Regions from separate parts of the Astyanax mexicanus genome. Here region 2 is linked to region 1. A link is a contact called in public Hi-C data. All regions are on one chromosome and are shown on one strand. Each heading gives the region's core, a stretch centred on a gene start, on an enhancer-like site or on the middle of the called end of the contact. The rest is flanking DNA. Distances are from core to core; before and after follow the strand shown.

Region 1 (4,755 bases), core at 1,426-3,925:
ATCAGATCACATCTGAGGCCTAAAAACAAGTGTAAAAGAAGAGCCACCCACCCAGTCAGAAGCATTAACTAACACAGATTAAAATCCTCACACTATGTAATTAAAGAGTCTATTATCTGCTAAATGTTGGCATGCATTTAGCTTTTACAGTTGGCACGCCTGATTTTTTTTTCCAGAAAATTAAGTATTTCTCCCAGAAAAGTATTGCAATTACATGTTTTGTTGTACACATATTTATTCTCTTTGTTTGTATTGAAACAACATAAAATAAGTGAAATCACCATTATCAAGGTTCTTTTACCTCTTGACTGGAATAGTAACACAAAAGTAACGCAATAGTTACTTTTACTGGTAACTAGTTACTTTTATAGTGGAGAAACTCAGTTTGTAACTCAGTTACTTTTTTAGAGAAGTAACTAGTAACTATAACTAATTACTCTTTCAAAGTAGCGTGCCCAACACTGTTTATTAGTGCTTCTTATCCATCATCCTGCTTTGCTACCTTTCATTTTTTTTTTTCCATTCATTCCCAAGGAGGTTGTCTACAGTGTCGTGGGTTATAAACTTCTTAATTGTGTTGGGCACTGTGAATAAAGAAACATCAAGATATCTGTAGATGATATCATTCTCCAGCCAGGATATAAGTATTTGCAGGATTAAGTAGGAAAAACATCCATTTAGGCTAATTTCTTTGGTAAAAATAAGCTCTTCTTGTACCTCCTTGTACCTCCTCTTGCACATTTACACACACAATTCAATTCAACTCATCAGAAAATCCCTTTCTGCTGATTACCACTTAAAGTCATCTTACCTTTGCTATGGAGAACCATGGGATCTTGACCCTTTTTCGATTTCTTTTCTTCAGATATATGTGCGGGCACAGTTTGAGTACGATCCAGCCAAAGATGAACTCATCCCCTGTAAAGAAGCAGGAATTCACTTCAGAGTGGGGGACATCATCCAGATCATCAACAAGGACGACCATAACTGGTGGCAGGGCAAGCTGGAGAACACAAAGAACGGCACAGCCGGACTCATTCCCTCACCTGAGCTGCAGGAGTGGTGAGTTTATCAACATACAAAGCAGCCATGAATGTGCTGAATGTGATCCGTACAAATACACATAATAAGACACAGATTAAATAGATAAAAAGACACAATAGAAAGACACAACATGAACAAAAAAAATCTAAATTAGAATTTGTGTGAGACTTAATTTATAGCCTCCATCACATATATAAGAAAAAAGCTACCCATCTAAGATGCATGCAGGGGTTTTTCCCTGAGTTTATAATGATGATGTTGAAGTTGTTGTGTGCATTTTAAGCTCATTATTAGAGTTTCTGCTCTTGCAGATCAGCGGGCCAGGCTACGACTGCAGTCACTGATGCTTAAAATCCTCACTATTTACAGGCTGTTTTGTCTGAATTCCATTTGCGTAGGATTCCTGTTACTTTGCCCTAAGATAACAATCATTTTTTATTTAGTGTGGGCAGTGAGCCAATCCCTCAGCATCCCCTATAGCTCCTGTGAATATAAATGGATCAATATCTAGATTCAGTGGCATGCAAGAGCCTGGGCAGACCAATCAATATTTCTGTTACTGTGAAGAGCTGAGTAAAAAATGAACTGATGTCCAAAAGGCATAGAATTAAAGAATTTTGTTTCGTATTTGAGTGTAAAAAAGGTCACAGAAAAAAGTGCTTGTTGAGAATTTTGAGAAAATTGCTCATAAGTTATTTATCTTATCTCTAAAGTTACAATACAAAACAAAATTAGCAAAAATGGGTTAAAAATGTTAATCTAAAACTTCTTTCCTGTCTCATTCAAAGGCGGGTGGCCTGTATGGCCATGGAGAAAACGAAGCAGGAGCAGCAGGCCAGCTGCACTTGGTTTGGCAAGAAGAAGAAGCAGTACAAAGACAAGTATCTAGCGAAGCACAACGCAGGTAAAGTCTGCACTTTCTCTCTGTGACTCTCTCATGACTTTATTCCCTTTATTTACTGGGACTTATAGTATATGAAGTTCTTTTCAGCTCAGTAGGCTAAATTACATTTGTGCAAATATGAGGCTGTGCAGAAAGTCTGCAGGGGATTATTTAAACAGTCTGCTCTTTGTTTTCAGTGCTGATCTGAGAGCAGTACTTTTAAATACTTTTAAACCGTTGTTTTTTAGTCTGAATGGAATAAATGCAGCACATCATTATTTATCAGGACTGTGTTCAGCATTATTCCTGCCAGCAGATTCCTTATTCCTTGTACAGTGGGTGGGGCAACAGTTGTTCAGTGCATGTGCAAAGACGTGAAACGGCTTACTGTAGTTGAAAATTGATTTCAGTGGTGCCATCTTGAAAACTGCGACCCTGTAAAAAACTATAAAACAGGACACATTCATGTGTTAATTGATATTTAAGTACAAATGTTATACTGATTGTATATCACATTATATACATTATTAACTTCATTAACTTCATGGTTAATGTTGCACAGTGTCTAAATCCCTGTTTAAAAATCACTTTTGCAGTATCTTGTCTATTGAACGGTTCTTTTTGTGAACAGAGCCCTTTTTTAACAAGGAGTCAACAAAGAAATAAAGTTCTCAGGCTTCACTCGACCCAGAACCCTGTCTGCAGCCCTTCCACAAATAGCAGGGAGCCCTGCGGTCAGCACGTGGCCAAACAGGCGTGTGCGTGACCGCACTCTCTGACAGCGCAGCCGCCCTTAAAGAGCGCACCAGCAGCAGTCAGCACTTTCTGCCTGTGAGGGCCTCATTTCAGCCTCACAGCCCAACTGTGAATCGCAGCCGAATTAGAGCTAATGTGCACACCTGCACACACCACAAATACCACACTGCTCTCTGTGCTCTTTGTGTGTGTGTGTGTGTGTGTGTGTGTGTGTGTGTGTGTTTCTCAGGAGGACAGTGTGGTGTGTAGGCGAGGCTGCTGTTTTCCAAAAAGCATTAGTGGCTAATAGGTTTCAGGTGTCAGGAGAGATAGTGCGAGAGAGAGAGAGAGAGAGAGAGAGAGAGAGTGGGAGAGAGAGATAGAGAGAGAGACAGAGAGAGAGAAAGAGAGAGAGAGAGAGAGACAGAGAGAGAAATAGACAGGGAAATAAACACAGCAAGACAGAGAAAAACTGAAAACAAACCAGTAAAGAAATAGGACAGAGACATTTTTATATAAAAGGAAGAAATAGAAAATTAGACAAAACCTTTCAGGCTCCACGCATCAATTTTATAAAAGAAAATTAAGATCTGGTTGATGTCTGAACCAAGACATTAAACATTGTACAAACATTAAATTATGACTGGAAAAAAATGATACATCGAAAAAATATCATTGGGTTGACATTAAGCTTTAAATTTAGACAGATGTTGAATTTTGATCTCGTAATTGCATGACATAATGTCATTAAGAATGAGAAAATTAAAGAAAGAAAAGAAAATTAAATAACCTTAACAACATTTACACTCGCTTAAAGCAATAGTCTGTAAGTTTTAAGGATTTGGGGATTTAGAGACCTCTCTGGTGAGAATGTGTAATTGCAGGGAGCATCTGAAAGAGTACTTTTAAAACATTATGTTTTTGAGCTGTGTTTCAGCTCCCTTTAAATGTTGCACTTCAATAGAATATTTGTACCACACCATTTACCACACCTCAGTACAGGAATACTTCTGCTTTCATTTTAAAAGGAAACATCCCATGGGCTCATGCTGTTTTAAAGGGAAATGTTGTTTTTCATCAGTCCATTAACACTGACACATATTTTACTGATTGAGGCTCTGGTCACTAATTCTCTCCAGCAGTGAGTCATGTCATGAACCTGCAGGCTTACAGCAGAGGTTAGTGGGTCAGGATGGCAAAAATAAAAAACTACCTGAGTACTAGTGCTAATAGTGAAGTACTGAAAAACACTGAGATAATGGGGACAGAATCCCTCAAAACAGCCATATCAGTTGGTTTATCACTTCTTCAGAAAGTCTGTCACCTTCTGACAAGCTGACAACCACTGTCAGTCTGAGGGCTTTTTTTAGAGTGTCCTCATGGGGTGTACTTTTTGTGTGTACTTATGCCCCATTAACCTCCATTGTTAGCTTCCTGGGGAGACTCACTGTTGCAGAAAATATCATCGAAATGTCGAGTGTCAGGTACAAAAAAATGCAATATATATTTTAACCTCTAGTTATTGAGAGTGCAGGTATTTATCAATTCTGAAGACATCATTAAATATTACTGGATTGATCATTTGTCGTGAGTTTATAAGGATTTTCACTCTTTATAACCTTTGTGTTTTTAGCCTCAGAGAGGAAGTGAGGGTTCTCTTTCTCAGTTCTCAGTTTCTGCTGGGGTATTGTTAATAACCAGGTAGAGAGTATGAAAATTGAATTGCTTAAAGAAGGAAATGTGCCCACAATCAACAGCAACAGAGTTCACAAAAGATTTTGAATACTACAATTTACTATATAAAAAATAACTATTTGTAATCTAAATAAATTTCATTCATGTGGTGAAATATACAGATGTAAATCAATCTGTATAATTTGCATCATGAATGAAATTTTAACCAATTTTAACCAAGAGACTTCTAAGTCACATATGGATGTCATGACTACCCTAATAGAACAATGTTCGCCATTAAGTTTTAAGGTCCAAAAAAAATATATATATATAACTATATATTACTGTGTATCACTGAAAAAGAAGAAACTCATACCAGGAGAATATCTGGAATATACAGTACCAATGTCTAAACCATC
Region 2 (4,755 bases), core at 1,168-3,667, 49 kb after region 1:
AAAAAGAAACTCAAAAAGTCAATTACATTGATCTAATTACATAGTATTATTTGAGTTTATATTAACTATAGTAAAAGCTGACTTGACTAGTATTGCTTGTGTGATTTTTTACAGCTGGATAATCCAGGTCCAGTAAGTAAATATCCATTTCAGGGTTTCCATATTTTGTTCCAACTGCCCGCGCGCCCTGCTGAAGTCTGGTCTCGTGTCCAGGTAATTGAAACAAAATCCTGGGGTGGATTTTCACTTCTGGACCTGGATTATCCAGCCCTAGTGATTTTATGCTGAAACGGCCTGCCATACTGTTGGGCATACACTGTGCACTGCTTGTGATCTGACTGGTGCTGAGTGAATAACACTGTAAACGATTAGCTAGAAACACTGCATTCAACATCAGATTAAATATGCACGGATAGATCATAAAATCATTAAATATGCCTTAATTCCTTGCAGGTTGCACAGTGTAATAATAATCAGGCGAACAAAATGTCCGACGAACGGTGGTGGTGGTAGTGGTAGTGGTGGTGACAAGATGTTGTTGGGGGAGGGGGTGAACTCAGTAGCTGCCTGTCGCACTGATCCTATTCCAGCTCCTCTCTAACCCTGATCACCACAGATCTGTTATGACAGCTTACTAACGAAATACTGCAGTGACTGCAGAGACAAAAACACATCTTCCAGCTCACAACAAAGTTAACCCAGCAACCCAGCATTCAGCAACTCCTGGCTAAAGAAACCAGGTTAGCTCGATTTTCTGAGCAGATATCTAGGTTAAATACGCTTATCTAGCTAACGACAGGTTAGATAAACTACACAAGGCTTATGTTAATTGTCAGAATTAAATTTAGTTAACTAACGCTAGCCTATCTAAACCATCTGCACAAGAAACATGACACTGCCTCCCGGTGTTTTGTCGAGTCGTGCTATCTATTGATATGAGCTACTTAGCAGCTCTACGCATGCGCACACCCATATTTATTTATGTTGTGTGATATTTCACTTTTATTTGAATTAATTTTACAGTTTGTGTAATTCTGCCTGTTGTCAACTAGCATTGGCTTGATTTGCGTTAAAACAAATGGCAATTCAAACTAAAATATTTAATAGTTAGGTTATCAAGCTAGTGATGAATTATGTTATCCAAATAGGTTAGCTTATCTAATGAAAATTGTTTTAGCTAGATAAACAGATAAGACACATACATAGATAAGATACTTTATTGATCCCGAAGGAAATTAAAGCAACTAGTAGCTTAACCCTCTATTGCATGAACAGTATATTTAGGAAGGAAACAAAATAGCACCACTATTTGGAATTTTTTTTATATTAACCACCCCTGCTTTATATTGTTGTCCCTTACAAACGTGATCTACGTGGTTAATGTTAAAAGAACGTAAGAATATTGTAAGAATATAAACAAACAGAAATATCATAACATACATCAAAAATAAGGTATGGGATGGGGTGGTGTAATAATATCATGCCATAGAGCGTTAAAAAACACAATTAAACTAGATAGTTAGGTTAGTATTTAGCTAACTAAATAGATAACAGCTACCATCAAGGAACGAATACACAGGAATGGTTGGATATGAGTTGATATATGCACATATAGCTATAAAGGGTAGCTATAAAACTATGATACAATCTAGAACAGTGCAGTAGGTTAGCTAACATAGATGGTGCAGTCAGTCATTAAACAATAAACACCTTTTATATAGCTATAACTACAACTATAGCTGGGAGAATCTGACACGATGCTGATGTTGAAATATCATAGCTAAGTAGGTTAACTAGCTAACTACCTAACGTTACTGTTTGTTTTGTTTTTAGGCAGATTTACCTAACGTTAAATGGTTAGGTTATATAGCTAACTTCACTATGTTATGGTCGCACGTTTTGACAGAGTAGCACAATTTGACAGAACACCGACAAGGCTGCAGACAGCCGATAGAGAATCCTGCTGAAATAAAGTGCAAAATTAGCGAGTAACTGAATAATCTACAGCCGCTACACGACGTTCATGACCCCGCTTACCTGCTGATCTAGACCGTGTGAGCTGTCGACGACCACATGACTCATAACTAAAGAAAATGAGTGGGGATTTCTCCTTCTGACACAAGACTTTCTTTGTTAGCAGGTCAGCTAACCTAAAGATAGCGCAGGGATTACAGCCAAGTCTCCTTTAGAAACGACGTCACTCGTCCTCTTCTCTTCGTTTATTCCACAACGAATGCGCAAAAACCGAGCCCAGCGCCTTTACTCAATTCCTCTAATACGAATTTATTACGTACAGCCTCGGTTATCAATAATAACGACGGTTATAATAATAAAACCCGAGCCCGAAGTTTATCGGCGCGGCAGGTTTTTAACTGTAACCGGCTCGTTTGTCCACCAGCGGCGCCTCGCGACGTTCTGTTCTCGGAACACAAGCACCGCGAGATTTCATTGGCTGCTGCAGCAGCACACGGATATATAGAAATATCGCGAGAGGAACTCTACCCAGCAACAGAGCTGTGTGAGAGCTGTGTAAACAGAAATACTAATTAAAGTGGCAGTACATATTATTTTGTTTCTAAACTAAAAGCAGAAGCATTTCTGAGTGTAGAAGGGACAAAATATTGTGTTTAAATGTACCAGTGTGTTGGAACGACCATCCCTGCTAAGCCTAATATATTCATTCTAAAAACGGTGGTGTTGGGTCGCTTTTTGCGGTTTTTGAGTTCTTCTGGCACAGTCACTCCACTCATCTTTACGTCTTACGTCACATGTTCAGCCTCTAAAAGAGGATCCGGCTCAGTTTTACTGAACGCGAGCGGCTGGTGGAGCAATGGAGACTTCAGAAGGGGAAACCCAGAGCTCAGTAGCTTGTTCATTTACACTGACAAAACTAACATCCATATATAAAACTGTAACTCTCTTACATCTTCTGAAGACACTTCCCTCAGCATTTTCTGACTGAACATAACCTGGAATCGGATTCATTCACTCTGAAAGGAGACAGCATCACACCCACTCAGTTTAAAATGATTCTTCCGCATGCTCGGTGCAATTACGCATTCTCACCAGAGAGGGCACTAAATCCCCCAAATCCCAAAACTTACAGACTTCAGCTTTAAATACAGTTTAATAATATACAACTTTATATATATTTTAAACACAATCCCTATACACACACAGCACGAGGAGCTGCTGTACTTATTATGATTACTAACAGTGATATTTCATCATATCCACACTTAGATTAATAACAAGATTCCTGAAGGATATACAGCTCTGGACAAAAAAATAAGAGACCACTTCATTTTCTGAACCAGTTTCTCTGATTTTGTTATTTATTGGTATATGTTTAAGTAAAATGAGCATGTATTGTTTGTTTTATATTCTTATAGCTTGTACCATGTTCTTATAGTGTATAAATATGTATTAAATAATACAAAAATAATTATATACAGTACCTTCTCATTTAATCTTTTTATTTTTTTCCCTATAAAGTGATCCAGACTATAAAGAAAAAATATATTTTTAAATCTAATGGGTTTTGCATAGAGAGACCAAACACAGGTTGAAAAAATGAAAACAGATGAATTTGGTAAATCATAATCCAGCAGTGCCCTCTACTGTCCAGTCTTTACACTACACTACACTGTTTCAATGCCATCCCAGCCCACTGAGAATATATATATATATATATATATATATATATATATATATATATATATATATATATATATATATATATATTAAGACTTTAAGACTTTAGAGATATTTTTAAAGTTACAATAAAACAAATGTTTGCATTTTCATATACTTTAACTTGAACGTCAGATCACTCTACATTTAAAAATATATATAATCTTAACTTGAAGTTAAGATTCTTAATTTAAATAATAATTTGATTAGAAACAGAAACATAATATCTGCACAAAAACTATTCCTTTTGTGTCCATAAAATGTGAAAACTGTGATTTCTGTCATTATAAAAAATGCCTTGCAACCGACACAGTCTCACTTGAATGACGTGATGTTATGAAGGTCTCTGTATCTGATTCAAAAGGAAACCGTACATTCTGGTGCTGCCAAGGTTTAACTGTGTTTTCATTCACAGTTAGAATTTCACCCAAAAAAAAATGGAAGGCCAGATTACAGTTGTTTTACAGTGGCTTCCTGTCTCAAAATCCTGTCTGCGTAGGCAGCATTACACTAGGGAGTGTTCATCAGCTTTTAGTAAAAATCTGAGGCGGAATGACATCTTTAACAGAAAATACTTTTTATTGGTACTTTTGGCAGTGTGGGCAGTGTGCCAAGTCCTGCTGGAAGCAGAGGAAAGCATGAAGTGCTGTAAAACACTGCACTGACTTTCGACTTAATATAATACAGTGGATCAACACTAGCAGATGACATGTCTCTCCAAACAATCACTGATCATCAGTAAATGTTGCATTTTATTTGGAAATAAAGGGAGCAGAGTCTGGAGCAAGAGCGGAGAGACACACAGTCCAAGCTGCTTGAGGTTTAGGGTGAAGTTTTCACAATCAGTGATGGTTTGGAGAGACATGTCATCTGCTGGTGTTGATCCACTGTGTTTTATTATCAAGTCTAAAGTCAGTGCAGTGTTTTTTCTGGAAAATCTTACAGCACTTCATGCTTCCCTTTGCTGACAATCTTTATGCAGGTGTGGATTTTATTTTTCAGCAGGACTTGGCACACTGCCCACACTGTCAAAAGTACGATTGGTCTTATATAATATTCAAA

The links. Hi-C and Micro-C count contacts between places; a contact is called where the count stands out from the background.
Region 2: a contact with region 1 is called in a Hi-C map of muscle, with 20 times the contacts expected there. The contact joins the promoter of ddx3xa here to the enhancer-like site in region 1. A contact is called at or near these places in 3 of 3 Hi-C or Micro-C datasets (blood and muscle).

What each region holds. Positions count from the first base shown.
Region 1 is chr11:5,852,261-5,857,015 of AstMex3_surface, forward strand. caska (calcium/calmodulin-dependent serine protein kinase a) reads left to right here. Exons shown (of 26, transcript XM_049485159.1): 20 at 866-1,062; 21 at 1,833-1,948. Among protein-coding and RNA genes, the nearest start is that of nyx, 28 kb to the right of the region's middle. Within about 2 kb of position 2,676, the one cell type or tissue checked has an H3K27ac peak away from gene starts, as active enhancers do.
Region 2 is chr11:5,901,421-5,906,175 of AstMex3_surface, forward strand. ddx3xa (DEAD-box helicase 3 X-linked a) reads right to left here and starts at 2,418. Exons shown (of 21, transcript XM_049485161.1): 1 at 2,038-2,418. The coding sequence starts at 2,082.